2 separate regions of the Mus musculus genome follow, and region 1 is linked to region 2. A link is a contact called in public HiChIP or PLAC-seq data. All regions are on one chromosome and are shown on one strand. Each heading gives the region's core, a stretch centred on a gene start, on an enhancer-like site or on the middle of the called end of the contact. The rest is flanking DNA. Distances are from core to core; before and after follow the strand shown.

Region 1 (5,754 bases), core at 784-3,283, 760 kb before region 2:
TATCAGAGGAAGGAGAGGCCTTTTCTTTAGTGGTGTAGCCACTAATGAATTGCTCATGTTCCAGTAACTAATTGATTCCATCATCTATGTTTGTATGAACAACCCTAATTAGCACAGTTTGTCACAGAAACTAGAGCAAAAAAAAAACAAAAACAAAAAACAAACAAACAAACAAACAAAACCAAAAACAAAACAAAACAAAAAACCAAAAAACCAAAAAAAAAAAAAACAAAAAACAAAAACCAAAAAACAAAAAAAAAAAACTTGATATAGGGGTCAGGTTGTTGGATTCGAGACAGTAATAGGGTGTGAAATGACAAAAATACATTACATACACATCTGGAATTTTCAAAGAATAAAAACAAAACATAAAATGAAATTAAAATAGAAACAGGCTCTGTCTTATATATGTTTTTTTTTTTAAAGAATTCTAGCCTTAAGAGGAGCAATATAGAATGCAAATTCTTATATGAATCACAGCTTCAAAACTCCAGCCTGGGAGAATAAAAATAATTTTTCCCAATCTACAAACCTGGAAATTAGTAGGGTGAAAACCTGCATTAGTGAGTTCAAACCAGGTGGGTTGAACCACTGTACTGTGTACTGCCTTGTTCATGTAAAATGTTGTGTGTGTTTTCAAGAGTTACACAGACTCTAGGTCAAAACCCTTTAGTGTACAATACAAACATTACTCTCTTTACCAACATAAGTCATTTCCATGGTTAAACCCCTCTATATGTATTATTCATACTATACTGCCTATGGGTGTCCATATGAAACCTTGGTTTTGGTTTTGACTTTCACCAACCACAAGAAGAAATGAAAACATTGTTGGAATTACCTAGTCACACTCCATTTGCATTTTTCTACAAGGAACTTGATTTCAGATCTATAGAGTCTAGAAAGTGCATGATGTAATAACTTAGGAAGGGGTGTGGGTTTTACGAAGATCCAGCCACATAGATCTACAACAGAACAGTTAATCAACAGCAATAGAGAAAAGACTCTCCTTGTTCAGCCCAAAGATGTTCTACACCCTTTGCCTTGATGTTCAATAGACTTTTTGAAAGTAATATTCTCAGCCACCAAAATGGTCCAATTTTTAAGTCAGACTATGCTATGACCCTTTTGTATGCCATGAATTCCTGATACAATGGGTGGCACTGGGTAGATATGTGCATTTGGACTTAAAATATTAAAAGCAGTCTACCCTTATCAACAACTTAATGCCACTTTATTGGGAGAATCTATAAGAGCCTAGACATGTAAGAAAAGAACTATAGACCTTATGAAGACTGGCAGCTTGAAAGTTTTTTATGATAGAGATTAATAATAACTATTATTAATGAAACTTGATTCTGATGAGGTGAGCAGAAATTGGCAGCTGGAAATTCTCCGTGTAGTTGAAAGAATCCTGTGTGTAGGGCAGAAAATCTGACTTGGGAATGAAGGTCCTGACAGTTACTTATGTAAATTTGGACAAACTGGTCAACATTTCTAAGCCTCCCTTTTAGACCCACAGAATACTTAGCAGCATGCAAGCCCTACTTGTCTGGGGGAGTTGTCTCGCCACCCAGATTGAGGGAAAGTGTGTTTGAATGTGCTTTGTGACTTGTAAGTCATTATGCAAATAATTGCTCTTATTCTATGTGCATGTGTCCAGGCAAAGCCATGACTGATTCAGAGAAATGGAGAAAGTATGGTGGGAAATATGCAAGATGAGAGGAAATAGAAATGAGCAATGGGGGTGAAAGGGGGAAGAGAGAAACTGCCTAGGGCATGAAGGGATAAAAAGAAAGGAAGGGATGTGGAGGGAAACTGGTGCTGGTACAGTAACAAATAAATCCCCCAGCATGACAGCCTGCTGCTGAAGCATTTCATTTTCCCACAACATAATGGTGTGTTATTGCCCATTATCTGTTCTGTCAGTGCCAGAGTCGATATTAAATGAGGGGCAGCTGCATTTAGCTGCCATTTTTCAGCTGTCTCCACGTTGCCATGGAAACCCAGTTGTTTCTTGGTGAACCTGCCAGTAAAGAGGAGGGGGGAGGGTCAGGGAGAAGGGGAGCAAGTGCTGCAAGAGGTTGGGGTGTCAGGGGTGGAGTGAGAAGGGCTAAGGGATGTGGCAGAGGAGAGGGGGAAAAAAAGAACAGCACAGAACAGGTTTGTCACACTCTGCCTGCACCTGATAAATCAGCCATTTCGCAGGCACCATCTATACTCAGGCAGCAGATTCTCCTTTGCAGTGCCTCTCAGCTCGGACTCTCCAGGAGCTCACTAGGTGTGGGTTCTGAGATCATCCAGTTTCCCTCCTTTTACTCAACATCCTTCTCTCCTTCCTCTACTTCTTCCACTCACCCCGATGCCATTCTCAGATGGGCACTGGATCTCTGACGAACGTACAGGAGAAAACCATCTCATTTTACTAAAGGTATTATCAGGCTTTTGCACAATCGACATGCCCTCTTCTATAAAATATTCCTTTTAAAGAATCACCAGATGCTTTCTTAGTTTAAGAAATCACTGAGATATCCTGACATCGCAAATTTTAACAGAAAACTGAGCCAGATAGTCACATTACCGAGAACTAAACCTTCAGGGAAGAACCAGCTCAGAGCCTGGAGTGGTGGGCTCTCAAGCAGACTTGAAAAGTCATTTTTGGTCCGAGGCTCCTTATACATATGTACTAGAGGGCTGACTGCCTTGTTTGGCCTCAGTGGGAGAGGATGTGCCTAATTAATTCTTTAGAGATGTGATGTTCCAGGGTGGGGGTATGCCTGAGGTGAGGATCTTCTCAAAGGCAAACTGGAAGGAGGATGGGGAAGAACTCTATGAGTGGGGCTAGGAGGGACAACATTTGAGATATAAGTAAATAAAATAATTAATAAATTTTTAAAACAGTAATTTTTGACTCAAAGTGGACAGCAACCAACATAGGAGGCTGATGGACCAATCTTTTAATTTTTTTCTTCAAAATTTCTAAACTATAAACATTGGCACAAGTCTAAAAACTAATCCTAAATGATAGTTACATGGACTTTCACCTTGTAATTGTCTTAACCTAACATAGTAAAAACATGAAGCATAGGAAGACTAAAGAATTTAACCAAACTCATCACTTCCCCAAATATAACTCCCTAACTCGAAATCTCCCTTCTTTCTTCTGTGTTTCTCCTTTTCTCTCATGCAACTGAGATAAGGAGAGCTATAGATGGATCTTTCTAAGTTTTCATCCCCAATTTTAATCCCACTTTCCACAGAGTCTTTGCTTCACGTTTACCATATCTCATAAGCAATTTTGCTTGTAGACCAAGGCTTTCCAAGAATCCTGATAACTGTGAGATAATTGTCAGGGCACCACACATTGATTTTCTAACACAACAAAGCTCATTAGTACCTTACCTATGTCATGCCTTTTCTATTATAGTCACCCCTTTTGGACTCTTAATTAACCAATTACAATAATAAAAAAAATGGCAATGTGCCTGTTCTATACTTTCTTTTTTTTTTTTTTTTTGAGGGTGTCGTTTCTCCTTTATTTTTATTTTTTTTCCATTTTTTATTAGGTATTTAGCTCATTTACATTTCCAATGCTATACCAAAAGTCCCCCATACCCACCCACCCCCACTCCCCTACCCACCCACTCCCCCTTTTTGGCCCTGGCGTTCCCCTGCACTGGGGCATATAAATTTTGCGTGTCCGATGGGCCTCTCTTTCCAGTGATGGCCGATTAGGCCATCTTTTGATATATATGCAGCTAGAGTCAAGAGCTCTGGGGTACTGGTTAGTTCATAATGTTGTTCCACCTATAGGGTTGCAGATCCCTTTAGCTCCTTGGGTTCTTTCTCTAGCTCCTCCATTGGGAGCCCTGTGATCCATCTATTAGCTGACTGTGAGCATCCACTTCTGTGTTTGCTAGGCCCCGGCATAGTCTCACAAGAGACAGCTACATCTGGGTCCTTTCGATAAAATCTTGCTAGTGTATGCAATGGTGTCAGCGTTTGGATGCTGATTATGGGGTGGATCCCTGGATATGGCAGTCTCTACATGGTCCATCCTTTCATCTCAGCTCCAAACTTTGTCTCTGTAATCCTTCCATGGGTGTTTTGTTTCCACTTCTAAGTAGGGGCATAGTATCCACACTTCAGTCTTCATTTTTCTTGAGTTTCATGTGTTTCGCAAGTTGTATCTTATATCTTGGGTATCCTAGGTTTGGGGCTAATATCCACTTATCAGTGAGTACATATTGTGTGAGTTCCTTTGTGAATGTGTTACCTCACTCAGGATGATGCCCTCCAGGTCCATCCATTTGGCTAGGAATTTCATAAATTCATTCTTTTTAATAGCTAAGTAGTACTCCATTGTGTAGATGTACCACATTTTCTGTATCCATTCCTCTGTTGAGGGGCATCTGGGTTCTTTCCAGCTTCTGGCTATTATAAATAAGGCTGCTATGAACATAGTGGAGCATGTGTCCTTCTTACCAGTTGGGGCATCTTCTGGATATATGCCCAGGAGAGGTATTGCTGGATCCTCCGGTAGTGTTCTATACTTTCTAACTAAAGTCTCACAAGGACAATCTGATTCTGGGTGATATTAATATCCTCTTCAGCAGGTAGCAAAAATGAAGATCAATAACAATACACTACATCATACAACTAGTTAGATAGCTGAGCTAGAAATCAAACTAATCTCTATCAAACCTCAAACCTCAAGTATCTAGCCTCTGCATTATACTAGCTCTCTACAAAACATATACACAACCCAAAGCCCATTTTCATGATATCCTACTAACTCTATTTTAATCTGACTGCTGCTTTCAGAGCCTGGTTTACTGCACTATACCCTAAGCAATAAGTTTAATTACAATGTATTTTATTAGAATCTTGTCTGACTTGGAAATTAAACTTGTATCACCACTTGTAGTCTTGTTCTTCTCTCTGAGGTTATCTTCTGGTCTCTGCCTGACTCCATTGTGCCCATCTGTATTTCTATCTTCAAATTACAGATGGAGTCACCTTTCCATTGGCAAATCATATTCATCAAGACAAAAATGCTATCCTATCTTCGTCCTACTCAAGCCACACTAGAATACTTTACAATCTGTCCCTTGTGATCTGGCCTATGATATTCTCTATAGCCTTATCCCATCATCTCTGCCTGACAAAGCATACTTGATACTTGGAACAATGATGCTGCCTAAAAATGCCAGGAATTTATAGATCCACCTCTAGCTCTACCTATCACAGTCTGCCACAGCCTCAAAACAGAAAGCCCATATTTTTGAATGTCCACCTCTGTCTCTTTCTGGGTCTTACCACTGTTGAAAGCATAATCTAAGCTTTATTTTCTTTAGGATGTTTTTGTGATGCCTGTGTCTATGTCATGTGTTCCTTATCTGAGTGTTCTCTAGCCCTAATGTACCAGTATGGTAGTAATTATCATTTCACACTGAGATCTTTTTTCAGGATAGGGACTGAGCCTAGACCATTCAATTCTGCATTCTGGAACACTGTGGGCTGTCATTAAGTGATTACTGAAAACATTACTTATTTCATCTGACAAAAATATAAGATTATTTTTATAAATCTGAACAGATATTAAGTGGAATTTTAAATGCAACAGTTCAAGGGACAAAGGCATAAGGAAGTTTTCTGTATCCATACCATACCACACTACACTATATAGAAGCTTCCAAATTGTGCTTTTCCAACACCATGCCCAACTAGTTCAGAAGTAACAAAGTATATAAA
Region 2 (6,112 bases), core at 1,967-4,466:
ACCTATGGTCACTTGATCATTGACAAGAGAGCTAAAACCATCCAGTGGAAAACAGACATCATTTTCAACAAAAGGTGCTGGCTCAACTGGTAGTTAGCCTGTAGAAGAATGCAAATTGATCCATTCTTATCTCCTTGTACAAAGCCCAAGTCCAAGTGGATCAAGGACCTCCATATAAAGCCAGATACACTGAAAATAATAGAAAAGGAAGTGGGGAAGAGCCTCGAGCACATGAGCACAGGGGAAATTTTCTGCAACAGAACACCAATAGCTTATGCTCTAAGATCAAAAATTAACAAATGGGACTTCATAAAATTGCAAAGCTTCTGTAAGACAAAGGACACTGTCAATAGGACAAAACAGCAACCAACAGATTGGGAAAATATCTTTACCAATCCTACATCCAATAGAGGGCTAGTATCCAATATATACAAAGAACTCAAGAAATTAGACTCCAAAGAACCCTATTGAAAAATGGGGTACAGAGATAAAGAATTCTCAACTGAGGAATACCAAATGGCTGAGAAGCACCTAAAGAAATGTTCAACATCCTTAGCTATCAGGGAAATGCAAATCAAAACAACCCTGAGATTCCACCTCACACCAGTCAAAATGGCTAAGATAAAAAACTCAGGTGATAGCAGATGCTAGCGAGGATGTGGAAAAAGAGGAACACTCCTCCACTGCTGGTGGGATTGCAAGCTGGTACAACCACTCTGGATATCAGTCTGGCAGTTCCTCAGAAAAATTGGACATAGTACTACCTAAGGACCCAGCTATACCACTCCTGGGCATATACCCAGAAGATGTTCCAACATGTAGTAAGCACATATGCTCCACTATGTTCATAGCAGCCTTATTAATAATAGCCAGAAGCTAGAAACAACCCAGATGTCCCTCAACAGAAAATGTTGTACATTTACACAAATGAGCTATTAAACTCAGCTATTAAAAACAATGAATTTATGAGATTCTTAGGAAAATGGATGGAACTAGAAAATATCATCCTGAATGAGTAACCCAATCACAAAAGAACACACATGGTATGCACTCACTGATAAGTAGATATTAGCCCAGAACCTCAGAATACCCAAGATACAATTCACAGACCACATGAAAATCAAGAAGGAAGACCAAAGTGTGGATACTTCGATCCTTCTTAGAAGGGGGAACAAAATACTCATGGAAGGAGTTATAAAGACTAAGTGCAGAGCAGAGACTGAAGAAAAGACCATCCAGAGACTGCCCCTGGATGTATCTGGGAATCCATCCCATATACAGTCACCAAACCCAGACACTATTGTGGATGCCAACATGTGTTTGCTGACAGGAATCTGTTATAGCTGTCTCCTGAGAGGCTCTACCAGTGCCTGACAAATACAGAGGTGAATGCTCACAGTCATCCATTGGACTGAGCACCAGAAGATGAGAGAAAGGACACAAGGAGCTGAAGGGGTTTGCAGCCCCATAGGAGGAACAACAATATGAACTCACCAGTACCCCCAGAGCTCCCAGGGACTAAACCACCAACCATAGAGCACACATGGTGAGACTCATGGCTCCAGCTGCATATGTAGCAGAGGATGGCCTTGTTAGTCATCAATTCGAGGAAAGGTCCTTGGTCCTGTGAAGGCTCTATGCCCCAGTGTAGGGGAATGCCAGGGCCAGGAAGTGGGAGTGGATGGGTTATGAGCAGGGGGAGGGGAGGAGGGGATAGAGGGTTTTCGGAGGGGACACCAGGAAAGAGGATACCATTTGAAATGTAAATAAAGAAAATATCTAATTTAAGGGGAAAAAAGGAGAGCTGGCAATCTATTCAAGGTCCATCTCCTGATGTTTAGCTTAAGGCTCATCAGCCTACACACATGCAACACATGACAGAGTCCAGACAAACTCCAAAAAATTAGAGTTGTGTACGAGGACTCACATGTAGCCTTTTCTTACTACCCAGACTGAAAAAGCGTCATAATTCATACTCAGAAAGTTCCGGCCTCAGTAAGCAGAGATACCCTAAATACTGTCTCATTCCAATTAACAAATATTAAAGCAAGACCTGAAAAAAAATCCAACTAGCCCCCCAAAACTTAACAAAGCCTTAGATCAAAATTTAAGAACATTCATTACAAAATATATAATACCCAAAAAGATAAAACTCAATATCTAACAACTATTGGAAAATGAACAGATATGCAGATGACAGAGAAAGCATGACATACTTTATGTCCTGAGAGGAGGGACAAATATCAAACAAAATCAACTAAGATCTGAAACTGATGCTCCAGTTAGTAAAGAACAGCATTCAAGCCACGCCTGGTGATGCAGGCCTGCATCCCCAGCCCTCAGAGGTGAAAGGATCCCAAGCTTAAAACCTGTCTAGACTAGAAAGGGAGTCTAAGCCAAGGCAGGGTTATGAGTTAGGTGGTCTGGGTGCATCATGCCATTGTATTTCTAAAGAAACAGAAATTAAAATGATAGCTTTCCAGATCAACGAGTGTGTGTTCCCAGCTCCTCTGTAAGTGCCTTGGCAATGGTGTTTTATCACTGCAAAAGAAAAGCAACTAATTACAAAGAGTCTTACCATGGAACTCTGGCCGGCATGGCGAATGCCATGTGGGACAGGCTGACCTCCAGCTCACCAAGATCTGCCTGCCTCCTTCTCCCAAGCACCGGGATTAAGGGTGTGCACCAACACATTTATCTGGCTTTCTTCAAACATGGCTTCTGGGAACTGAACTCAGACCCTCAGACTTGCATGGCAATGAGCCATCTCCTGGACCAACACCTATATCTTAATAGGGAACGGAGTTTTAGGCTGAAGGAACTCGTCTCTAGTGGTGGAGTTAACATCACCAACAATAATTTAGGGAGTTGTAAAGTAAAAGATGTCCCGGGATCCCTGGAATTCCATCAAATGAGCTGTCACAACTAACTACAAGCACTCAGCAAACAGTAAACGAGTTGCAAATTTAAGAGAATAACAATGTTATTACTTGCAACTTGGGGCTCCCCTTGCCAAAGAGCAAGCCTGCCTGCACAGATGCCCACAGGAGTTGGGGACCTGAACTCGTCAATCTGGAGACTATCCATTTGGGAACTTCATGGCCAGAAAAGCTACAGAGAACCCTTCCCTCCATCTGCCCCTTAATCACACACAGTGAGAAAATGCATAATTAATTTGTTCTCACAGTTGCTCGGCGACCGGAAAAGTGGGGGCATTTCTGGAATGGCTGCTACAGACAAGAATAACAAATGCCAAGGCCATGAGCAGAATAACACACCCAGACAGCCTGCATCCCCTCTTGGCTCGCTGTGCTTGTTCAGGATACCCGCCTGAATGTGGGATGACAGTCTCTTTTTCACATCTATACAGTCTTATACTCTCATGGCTGACAGCAGAAATCAAAACAAACCCTCAAAAGATACAGGCAAGAAGACCTCACTCTTAGAAGGAGAGTGACGCTGAGCAGGTTTGGGGGCATATGGAGAACGTTAGGTAGGGAAGCGAGGGAAAACTGACTACAGGTAGTGGTTAGACAATGTGCTTTCAACTTGAGTGGGTATGAAATCATCTAAGAGACATGCTTCCCCGGAAGAGTTATCTGAGGGGGAATGTCCCCCGAGTGGACAGTACCTTCCAACAGAAGCCCAGACAAAAAGAGAGCTGAGGAAATGGCGGTAATGCTACTTTTGCCTGCTTGCCTTTGCATCTTGTGACTAAGTACATCTACTCTGCCGCTGTTGCTGCTGCCACCACCACGGCTGCTATCCTTCGCTAATACCAGAACCCAGCTTCTTGGGCCTTCCTATGAGAGCTGAAGATTGGTGGGTCTCTGGGAATCTTCCAGGCCTTTGGTGCCAGACTGGAACTGCAGAGGTATCCATCCTCCTACAGTCAGAAGCTACAGGGCTCTCAGCCTTTCCAGTGAACAAAGAGACATTGCTGGACTGCCTAACCTGTCCAGGTCAGCTAATCTAATTATACCACTTTGTATACATTCATGTTCTGTGTTCTGTTCCTCTCGGCCTGTGGGTTGCAACCCCTTTTGGGGGGTCTTATATCAGATATCCTGCTTATAAAGTATTTATATTACAATTCATAACAGTTATGAAGTAGCAACGTGATAATTTTATGATTGGGGTCACTACAACATGAGGAACTGTATTAAAGTGTTGTAGCATTAGGAAGTTCAGAACCTAGAGGATCCTGACTAATACAAATAACATTGACACTTGTTAGTCTAATCACATGTACTAAAGACACTGTGATGCCATAGAAAAGTGACCTGGCTTAGGGAAGTAGACAGGAATTACAGCTTAAAGTCCCTCGGTGATACGTAAACAAGAATTAGGACAACATATTTCAGGCAGAGGCACCAGGTACAGCATTCATTTTATTACTCTCTGGGCTTTGTATCAACATTTAGGACTCTTCATAGTGAGATTTGTTTTCCTAACAGAGCCAACAGCAGTTCACACCCTGCAGAAGAAAATCAGGCTGCTAATAATCCCACGACCCTGAGCTAGGGAGATGAGAGGGACATTGCCCAGGTACACAGGGGTAATCTGCACAGCTCTTGAAAGGAAGACAAAGGCAGGGGAGCACTAGAGAGACAGCAGCACAAGAACTAGACCAGACGCTGCTGGCCTGGAAGACGGGAAGAGAGGATCATGAGCCAAGACACCTGGGGCATCTATAAAAACCAGAAAGCTAGTCAGGTGTTGTCTTAACTACGGTTTCTATTGCTGGAAAGAGACCATGGCCATAGCAACTCTTATAAAGGACAACATTTTCTGGGCAGTGGTGGTGCATGCCTTTAATTCCAGTACTTGGGAGACAGGTAAGTGGATCTCGAGGCCAGCCTGGTCTTCAGAGCAAGTTCAGGACAACCAGGACTACACGGAAAAATCCTGTCTCAAAAAAACATTAATTAATTAATTAAGGAAAGCATTTAATTGGGGCTGGCTTACCATTTTAGAGGTTTAGTCCATTATTATCCTGGAGGCACACAGGCAGACATGATGCTAGAAAGGAGTTGAGAGTTCTACATCTGGATCAACAGGAAGAAAGAGTGACACTAGGCAGCATCAGAAACTTCAAAGCCCATCCCTTAGTGACACATCTCCTCCTACAAAGCCACAACTACTCCAAAGGCCATTCCTCCTAATAGTATCACTCCCTCTGGGCCTAGAGGGGTAATTTTCTTTCAAACCATCACAGATATGGTGGCACACACCTTTAATCACAGCAGAATCGGGGGCAGGAGGATCTCTATGAATTCAAGGACAGCTTGGTCTATACAATAAGTTCTAGGCCCACCAAGGTTAAATAGTGAGACCTTGTCTCAAAAAAAGGAAAGACAGAGAAAAGGAAGGAAGGAAGGAAGGAAGGAAGGAAGGAAGGAAGGAAGGAAGGAAGGAAGGGAGAGAAGTGGACAGGAGGGAAGGAATCAGAAAAATCAAAGAGATGAATGTTCCCCCAGAGCCTCCACAGGGAACACCACTTGCTGACACATTTTGTCCACACAGAATCACTCTGAGCTTCTGACCTCCAGTACCCTAAGACTGTATTGTTTTAAGCCACCATTCAATAGTAATTTCTTATGGCAACCACAGGAAACTAACATAGTAGCTGTCTTGAAATGCCTTATTTCTGAAATGGAGTTTCTAAGTGAAATCTGATGGTGCAGTGGCGTCTACACTGGGATATTTAACTCACACACATTCTTGGAGGCTATTCCCCATGCTCTGGCACACTGTCTCTCCCCAAGCCCAGCCTCCCTCCTCACCTCTGCCCTGCCATCCCCGAAGCTCTACCCATGGCAGCTTACACTCTGCCATTGCCCTGCAGTCCTGCAGGGAAGCTGATAAAGGAATAATGAGAACCAGAGTCACACAGGAGCCATATGGCATCTATCCCTGTCCATGGCTACATGTCTATAGCAATGTCAAAAGGATATTGACACATGACAGGGACCTTGCACTGCTTTCAGGTACAGACCCTGACCATGTACCAGCACGGACGCTGCAAGCTCTTGAGAGCGGCCATCATCCGTGTGGCAAGGTAACATAAACACAGGAAAGGAAACCAGCTCACCCTGTAAATAGAACCCAG

What was found. HiChIP or PLAC-seq counts read pairs in DNA pulled down with a chosen protein or histone mark.
Region 1: an H3K4me3 HiChIP or PLAC-seq map of embryonic basal ganglia shows a contact between it and region 2, with 5 times the contacts expected there. The contact joins two enhancer-like sites. A contact is called at or near these places in 1 of 15 datasets of contacts at CTCF or cohesin (stem cell-derived epiblast-like cells), 2 of 484 Hi-C or Micro-C datasets (the G1E-ER4 cell line and double positive thymocytes) and 1 of 115 datasets of contacts at active chromatin or transcription factors (embryonic basal ganglia).

What each region holds. Positions count from the first base shown.
Region 1 is chr12:89,145,465-89,151,218 of GRCm38.p6, reverse strand. All of the region lies in intron 3 of Nrxn3 (neurexin III), which reads right to left. Among named protein-coding and RNA genes, the nearest start is that of Gm40537, 180 kb to the right of the region's middle. Within about 2 kb of position 2,033, at least 39 of the 459 cell types and tissues checked have an H3K27ac peak or open chromatin away from gene starts, as enhancers often do. A contact at or near this core is called in embryonic basal ganglia, where this site is marked.
Region 2 is chr12:88,386,110-88,392,221 of GRCm38.p6, reverse strand. All of the region lies in intron 3 of Adck1 (aarF domain containing kinase 1), which reads right to left. Among named protein-coding and RNA genes, the nearest start is that of 3200001D21Rik, 12 kb to the right of the region's middle. Within about 2 kb of position 3,216, at least 19 of the 459 cell types and tissues checked have an H3K27ac peak or open chromatin away from gene starts, as enhancers often do. A contact at or near this core is called in embryonic basal ganglia, where this site is marked.